Linked DNA regions of Macaca mulatta: region 2 is linked to region 1. Evidence: chromatin contacts called from public Hi-C data. All regions are on one chromosome and are shown on one strand. Each heading gives the region's core, a stretch centred on a gene start, on an enhancer-like site or on the middle of the called end of the contact. The rest is flanking DNA. Distances are from core to core; before and after follow the strand shown. Region 1 holds the start of MASTL (microtubule associated serine/threonine kinase like). Region 2 holds the start of ACBD5 (acyl-CoA binding domain containing 5).

Region 1 (3,843 bases), core at 430-2,929:
GGTTAAGAGTCAAAAAGTTATCAGTGCCTACAAATTAATCACTCTTCTGCGGTAGAAAAATTTCAGCGATTCTGCACGTCAAAGCAAACAAACAAGGTAAACAAAACCACTAATTACTAAAAACCTTTTGGATTTAGAAACCTAACCGAAGCACGGGTGAGACTACGAATCACGGCTTTGGCTTTAAGTCCCTGTTGTACTAAGGCCGATGTAATCACTTCGGTCAAGTCCCTCTGCCTTTGGCCTCAGTTTCCTCATTTGCTAACGCTGGGAAGGGAGAAGAGGGTCAAACTACTGGGCATCCGAGATATGGAGGGAAGGGCGGAACAGAGGTGAGACACCCGACCCGATCGCGGATGTTGCAGGGCTCTGAAGGCTTCAGCAAGCCAGGCAAGCAAGGCCACCCAGACTCCTTGCTCCAGCGGCCCCGGGGCCTGCCCAAGCCAGGGGGCAGGAAGGAGGGCCGAAGGGCCTGACCCCTTCCTTTGCTCCTCCTTGACTTCCTACCTTTACTGCATACAATTTGCCGCCTTTCTGCCCCAGATACACTTTCCCGAAGGCGCCCCGGCTAATGGGCTTCACGATGCTGAATTCCTCAATGGAGGGCGGTTTTGGCACCGAGATTCTATTCACGCCCTCCTCGGTCGCCGCGCCTCCTCCAGCCTCCTTCTTGCTTCCCGCGGTGGGCTCCATCGCTAGCCAGCCTACAGCGGTCCCGCGGCCGCGGCCCCCCGCCCAGCAGCCACTCCCGCCAACTGGGTTCAAAGTGAGGCTCCGCCCACGCCGCGCGCGGCCGTGACGTCACAGCGCCGCTGTGCCCCGCCCCCGTCACCTCCCCTACGCAGACGTGGAGGGAGGGGGCGTCGGGAAAGCCCAGAGTCCCCGGCAGTACACTAGTCGTGGGCGCGACTGCGGCACTATTGACGTCATTCCTCATGAGGGAGGAGGCATAGACAGTTCTGGGCCGACAGTAAAGGGACGACTGGGGCTTCACTGAATCGCAGGATTTGAAAACATTTCTCCCGGCTTCCCACCGAGGCTGGTGGGAAGCGGTCCTCCTCGCATACACGACCTCCCCACCCCCGCGAGGCGTAGAAACCAGTTCGGACTGTACAGTAAAGCGAAAGCCAGGGCTGAGGTCTGGAAGCTAGTGAAGGCACAGAATGTGGAGAAACGATGAGCAGGAAGCGGGTGGCCGCCCCTGTAATCTGACGTTTTCCCAGGATATAATTTGCCTGACTGAAACAGATCAGAACCAACAGGGAGAGTTTTCGATTTAGTGTGAGGAAAAGAGCACGAAATTGTAGTGAAAGACCTTATTGCTCAGCGCCCAGTCAGAAGATTTCATAAGGAAGCTGTAGAGAGTCTTAAGAGGAGATTAGCCGAGCGTGGTGGCGGGCACCTGTGATCCCAGCTACTCGGGAGGCTGAGGCAGGAGAATCGCTTGAACCCGGGGGGCGGAGGTTGCAGTGAGCCGAGATCGCGCCACTGCACTCCAGCCTGAGCGAAAGAACGAAACTCCGTCTCCAGAAAAAAAAAAAAGGAAAAGTCTAAAGAGGGTAAAGGCTGTTCTCTCGTTAAAAAACAGCTAAAGACCTTTGGGGACGCTGTTCCTTGTAAATGTCAACTACTTCCGCGGGAAAGAACGCTCAGGAACTTGGCCGTGTGGGCACTCACTTGCCCCGGAAGTAGTGTTGCGTTTGCGCCTCACCTTCCGGGGCGGATTGTCTGTCGTTGCAGTAGCTGTAGGAAGGGGAGGCCATTTTCCGTTTCTGGGAGGAGTGCGGGGCAACGGGTCGGAGAAAAAGGTAAAAAGAAGGGCTCGGCGCCTCCCCGCCGGGCCGTCGACAGAGGGGCACAGTTTCGGCAGGCGGGTGAGGTCGCTGAGGGCCCGCAGGAGATGTTTTCCTTGTCGAGCACGGTGCAACCCCAGGTAAGCGCGGCATTCACCCCATTTTTTTCCCTCCCGTCCTGCCCGTGGCTGTTTGCAAATTGCGCTCTTGGAAGCGATTTCTCAGAAAGGACTCTAGGAAAGAAGTGATGAACTCAGTGCGCGTCCCAGGATTGAGGAGTGGATCAGGGGACGTCGCTGAGAGTGGGCCCGAGACTTCAGGGCTGACGATGAAGCTGTTGGGGGCAGAGGCGGGATGTGAGCGTGATGGAGAGAGACCCTGGCTTACCGAACTGATGGCGTGGAATTTCTGCTAGAGAATCCGTCCGGCATTGTTCAGTGTCTGGCGTTCTGGGGTGGGGGCTGGGGAAATGTCTCTACCATACATGTAAAGGGAGCAGGTAATGTTCCCGTTTCTTCCGACTTTCTAGTGGCTTTAGTGTTCACAGCCCCTGTCCCGTGCTCTTTCTTTCTTTTTAAATGGAATTTAAATTTAACCCAAACATGGTATAATAATTCGAATGGCCAGCCTTGCAAGTTTTCTCTTTTTGACCAGAAGTAACTAATAACGTGTATTTTCGAGTCGTAAACTGTTTGCAGTTAAAATTTTGATTCAGCCTCATCCTCATCGTTTTGTAAAACAAAAGGTAGTGAAGAGAAAAATGATTTCAAGGGTTTTCAGTATGCTCTTTGATGGGCAGTCACTTATGACAATGTTTTATTCTTGCTTCATTCCAGTCTCTTTTTTTGATGGTAACATTTTAATAGATTTTTTGAGAGTTCCTACAGTTTTGCAAAGAAATAGTTTTTAAAACGTTGAGTTTTTTTTTTTTTAATAATTTTTAAGAAAATCGACACTCAGGTTCTTGGTTTAAGCATATGATTGTGTTCCTTTGTGTAACTTTTACTCCCCCTCATTTTAAGAATTTTTAATTTTTTTGTGCTAGTATTGGCTAACGAACTGAAGCAGCTGCTTGTTTATTGGGCATCAGTTATGTACCAGGTGAGCAAAGCAAATGTGGAATCTTCTCTTAATATTGATATGAAGTAAATATGACTAGGACTTAACCAGGTGAAGAGTGAACAGGTATCACGGGCATACAGAAAAATACCTGGAGGTCCTGAGTTAGGAAACGATTTAGCAGGTTGGAGGAACCAAAATAAGGCTAGTGTGGCTAGAACATAGTAATTAAAGGGGGTAGTGACAGAAGAGGTTGGAGAAAAGACTTGAGGCAGATCATACAGGGAGTAAAGCATTTGTTATGGCTGATTTCATGTTAAGTGCGTTGGCAACCACTGAAAGTTGTTTTTTTTTTTTTTTTTTTTTTTATTGAGACGGAGTCTCGCTCTGTCGCCCAGGCCGGAGTGCAGTGGCGCAATCTCGACTCACTGCAAGCTCCTCCTCCCGGGTTCACGCCATTCTCCTGCCTCAGCCTCCCGAGTAGCTGGGACTACAGGCGCCCTCCACCACGCCCGGCTAATTTTTTTTTTTTTTGTATTTTTAGTAGAGACGGGGTTTCACCGTGTTAGCCAAAATGATCTCGATCTCCTGACCTCGTGATCCGCCCGCCTCGGCCTCCCAAAGTGCTGGGATTACAGGCGTGAGCCACTCGCGCCCGGCCACACTGAAACTTTTATTTTTTATTTATTTTTTTTTGAGACGGAGTCTCGGTCTGTCTCCCGGGCTGGAGTGCAGTGGCCGGATCTCGGCTCACTGCAAGCTCTGCCTCCCGGGTTCCCGCCATTCTCCTGCCTCAGCCTCCCGAGTAGCTGGGACTACAAGCGCCGCCACCTCGCCCGGCTAGTTTTTTGTGTTTTTTAGTAGAGACGGGGTTTCACCATGTTCGCCAGGATGGTCTCGATCTCCTGACCTCGTGATCCACCCGTCTCGGCCTCCCAAAGTGCTGGGATTACAGGCTTGAGCCACCGCGCCCGGCCACACTGAAACTTTT
Region 2 (3,843 bases), core at 378-2,877, 83 kb before region 1:
ATGGCCTGCTAATGATATACTTTACTTGAATGAACTCATGTGCTCCAAATTTCCTATGGGATAGGGATTGATAATATTCACCATTTTAAGGAAACTACGGCTTGAAAAAACTAAATAATGTGGCAAGAAAGCTAGTAAGTTGCGAAGTCAGGGAAGGTCCCAGGATTCTGTCTCTGGAGACTGTCCCTTCCACCCCATCACACATGGCCGCTGATCATCGAGACAGGTTTCCATGATGCACAGGATGGTGGGTGCAGTGGGGAGACAAGACATGTTTACCACACTCACATCTGTCATTTACCAGCAAATCAACCATGGAAAGCACCAGGGTTCTTAAATAAATGACCCCTGCTGGGACTCACCTTAGATAGCGGATATGTTCGAAGCAGCCTTGGCTCACACCCAGGCTTGGGGCCTCTGTGGAGACGGCGCATCTGCCCATTTGATGTAGCAGAGCCTCCCAGCACACGCAGTGGGCATGGCCTGCAGAGCGCATTTTTCTCATTCCACAGAGCGTCGATTTTAAGACAGATCACCCTGAATTGCCCTTAAAGCTGAGGACAATCTGTCCATCCACTCACACATCACGTAAGAGACAGAAACTTCATTCTCTCTCTCTCTCTTTCTGGGGGTGTGTGAAGACATTTCCGTTCCCTCTCTCCCTCGCCAAGGCACCTGCTCAGCACACTTTCCTGTTTGCTTTTTCCTCCTGGGCAGTGCCCGTCCTCCTTGCCTGATTCAGATCCTTCCCTCGTACTGCTGTCCAATATTTATTGCTCAGCTAAGTATCAAAAAAGAGGAAATACAAAAATATTGAAGGCTACTACGTGCTAGGTAATTTCACATTCTTTATCGGAGAAAACCAAATTTTTCAGAGCTTGTTTCTTGACGGTGTCACACCGTGAACTAACGGCAAATCCAAACTGGACTTTGGGCCAAGATAACCCCAAACCCGCTCATTTTCCTCAATCCCATCAGAGATCACCCTAAAGAAGGCGATTTAAACAACTGAAACATCTATAGGTCACATTTATTATTTCCCATTAAAAATGAAAAGGATTCTATTAAATCCAATAAGGGGGAAATGAATATTTCTTCAATTTAGGTTTGTTCCTTTTATGGAATAAAATAATACGCGTTAGGTGTCACTGCTTTTTAGCCACTCATACATTACCATTTGGAATTATTTAGTATTTACAACCCCAAGTTGGTTCTCTAATCTATTCCTCATCTTTGTGTGGTAATTTTACAAAATGTCCTCTTCATTTTTGAAGACAAAGAAACGTGAAACGTTCACGATCAAATGATTCCCCCTGTGTTGTATTAGACGAACCCGAAGCAAAGCCTCCGGAGGGCGCTGGAGAAGCCGCAATTCCAGACACCGCCGCAGTCTCAAGACACCACTGAGCGACTGTCCGCTAAGCTGGAAGAAGCGGATGTGGCATTTCGAGGTAGCACGAAATGCAACCGGCTAGGAAGGAGGGCTTTCCGTCGCACGGCGGCTGCGTCGCCTGGACAGAGACGCCGAACCGGAAGATCTAGCAGGAATACCGCCCGCCGCTGGGAGGTATCCGGAAGCGCGGCAGAGCGGAGGACTACATTTCCCATAAGCCCGCGGGGCAGGGCGAGGGGCGGGCGTCGGGGACATTACCGGACAGGCCTTGCCCGGCAATACCAAGGTAAATGCCGGCGCCGCGGCTCCGAGGGAAGAGTAACTTACGATCTGCGCCTAGATTTTTACTAGTAACCCTCCTAACCCATCCCCGAACTGACAAAAACGACTCTTCCATCCGGGAGACTTTGGGATTTCCGGGCCCCAGGACTCCACCCCTCACAACCTAGTCAGTCCCCCCACCAACGCTGGGCCTGCGGCACTTCCCAAATGCCTAAGGACGCTGGGGGTTGCGCTAGTAAGTTGAAGGCCCAGGGTACCCCCTATCTAGGATTGACGACCCATACTGTTATTGGCCCCTCCCTCCACGCCCAGTATCCTATTTTTAATTTTTTTTTTTTTTTAATTATTGGTTTCTTAAATAGAGCCAGGGTCTCGCCATATTGCCCAGGCTCGTCTTGAACTCCTGGCTTCAAGCGATCCTCCCCACTCGGCCTCTCAAAGTGTCGAGATTACAGGCGTGAGCCACTGTGCCCGGCCGTCCCCAAGCCCAGTCTCCTATAAAATCCGGCGGGAGGTGCCTGGCTCCCTGGGGCTGGGTGGAAAAGGCAGTAGAGGGGAAAGTTGCCCTCCGTCCCAGCCCAGTTTAGGAGCCGACGACCTCCCCTCTCCTTAGGCTGCTCCTCGGACGTTCTTGGCTCAGGGCGGCGAAAACTGTCGAAGACCTGCGGGCCAAGGACTGCTGAGCACCTCCATCCAAGGTCCCCAATGCTTTTCTCCATCTACCCTTTAGAGTGGTGTCACGATTGCCACTGGAGAGGCTAAGTGACTTGCCCTAGGTCACATAATTTAAATGGCAGTACTGGAGTTTCGCACAGAACCTGCCCCGACTTAAAGCCCTTTGCTTAGGCCCCATTACCTTCCTCAAACCTTAACTTAGGAGAGTGCAGGCGCTGGGGACCGCAGAGTCATTTTTGTTGCCCAGCGGTGCCGTCGAGTGCAGCTTTGGGCCCAGGCGCAGAACCCAACCGCGCATCCCCAGCGCGCACTTTGTCCACCCGGCTGCCAGAGCGGACACATAGGTCCGGCCTCGGTTTCCCCCTTCTGAACAAAAGTGCGCACAGGGTGCTCCCCGCACCGAGCCGGGACTGTGGCCCCCTGGAAGGTTCTCTCTCCTCCTTTCCTCGCTTCCCGGACCCTCCTCTGGGGACAGACGGACCGCGCGCGTCCTCGCCGCGGCGGCGGGTCGAGTGGGTGGGGTTTGCGCACTGCCGCTGCGGCGGCGACGCCAGTGGATCCTCCGGTGACTCTGGGGCGGGGCTGTGGGGAGGGCACGGACTGACAGACGGACTCCAGCGGAATGGGGGGTGTGGCTGCTCCGCCAGGGTCCCCAGGGTGGGAGAGCGGCTCCGCGGCTACCGGTGCCCGGACCCCCTCTGTCTTCTGCTAGACATGCTCTTCCTCTCGGTGAGTTGTTTTGCTGTCGTCGCGGGCCGGATTTGTGGCCTTAGTCACGCCCCGGGGGAGGAGGAAGGAGCCTGGCCGCTTCGATCCGTGTGGCCTGGATAGGGCAGGGCAAAGGGGAACAAACTGACCCGCTTCGCTCCCGGGCCTCCTCCCTTTGGGGCATGTTGATCCGCGGCTGCGCTCCATGTTCCAGTTTCATGCAGGCTCTTGGGAAAGCTGGTGCTGCTGCTGCCTGATTCCCGCCGACAGACCTTGGGACCGGGGCAGACGCTGGCAGCTGGAGATGGCGGACACGAGATCCGTGCACGAGACCAGGTTTGAGGCGGCAGTGAAGGTGATCCAGAGTTTGCCGAAGAATGGTACGTGCGCTGGGCCCCGGCTGGAGACGTCTGCTGCAGAGAGCCCCGAAGCCCCGGCTTACCTCTTTTCACTTTTTGGTTCTAGTGTTGTTTATTTAGCCTACTTTTTTTTCCGTGTAGGAGCCATGTAGTGGAAGGGGAGCTATTGAATATGAATTAATTAACGTTTGATCTTCCAAACCGGAGAAAAATATAATATCCAGATTTTAAGTAGTTCATATTGTTGAAAACAGAAGTCTTGTCACTTAATGACTGCGGATTTGGGTATACTAAAAAAAAAAAAAAAAATCCGGGCCAGGCGGGGTGGCTCACGCCTGTAATTCCAGCACTTTGGGAGGCCGAGGTGGGTGGATCACCTGAGGTCAGGAGTTCAGGACCAGCCTGACCAATATGGTGAAACCCCAT

Evidence for each region. A called contact is a pair of places that touch in the nucleus more often than the background predicts.
Region 2: a contact with region 1 is called in a Hi-C map of liver, with 2.5 times the contacts expected there. The contact joins the promoter of ACBD5 here to the promoter of MASTL in region 1. A contact is called at or near these places in 6 of 14 Hi-C or Micro-C datasets (CD4 T cells, blood, cortical neurons and 3 more).

The regions. Positions count from the first base shown.
Region 1 is chr9:28,465,973-28,469,815 of T2T-MMU8v2.0, reverse strand. MASTL (microtubule associated serine/threonine kinase like) reads right to left here and starts at 1,679. Exons shown (of 12, transcript XM_077946061.1): 1 at 1,597-1,679. YME1L1 (YME1 like 1 ATPase) reads left to right here and starts at 1,727. Exons shown (of 19, transcript XM_002805592.4): 1 at 1,727-1,933. The coding sequence starts at 1,901.
Region 2 is chr9:28,548,500-28,552,342 of T2T-MMU8v2.0, reverse strand. ACBD5 (acyl-CoA binding domain containing 5) reads left to right here and starts at 1,627. Exons shown (of 14, transcript XM_077946067.1): 1 at 1,627-1,679; 2 at 2,289-2,373; 3 at 3,283-3,438. The coding sequence starts at 3,363.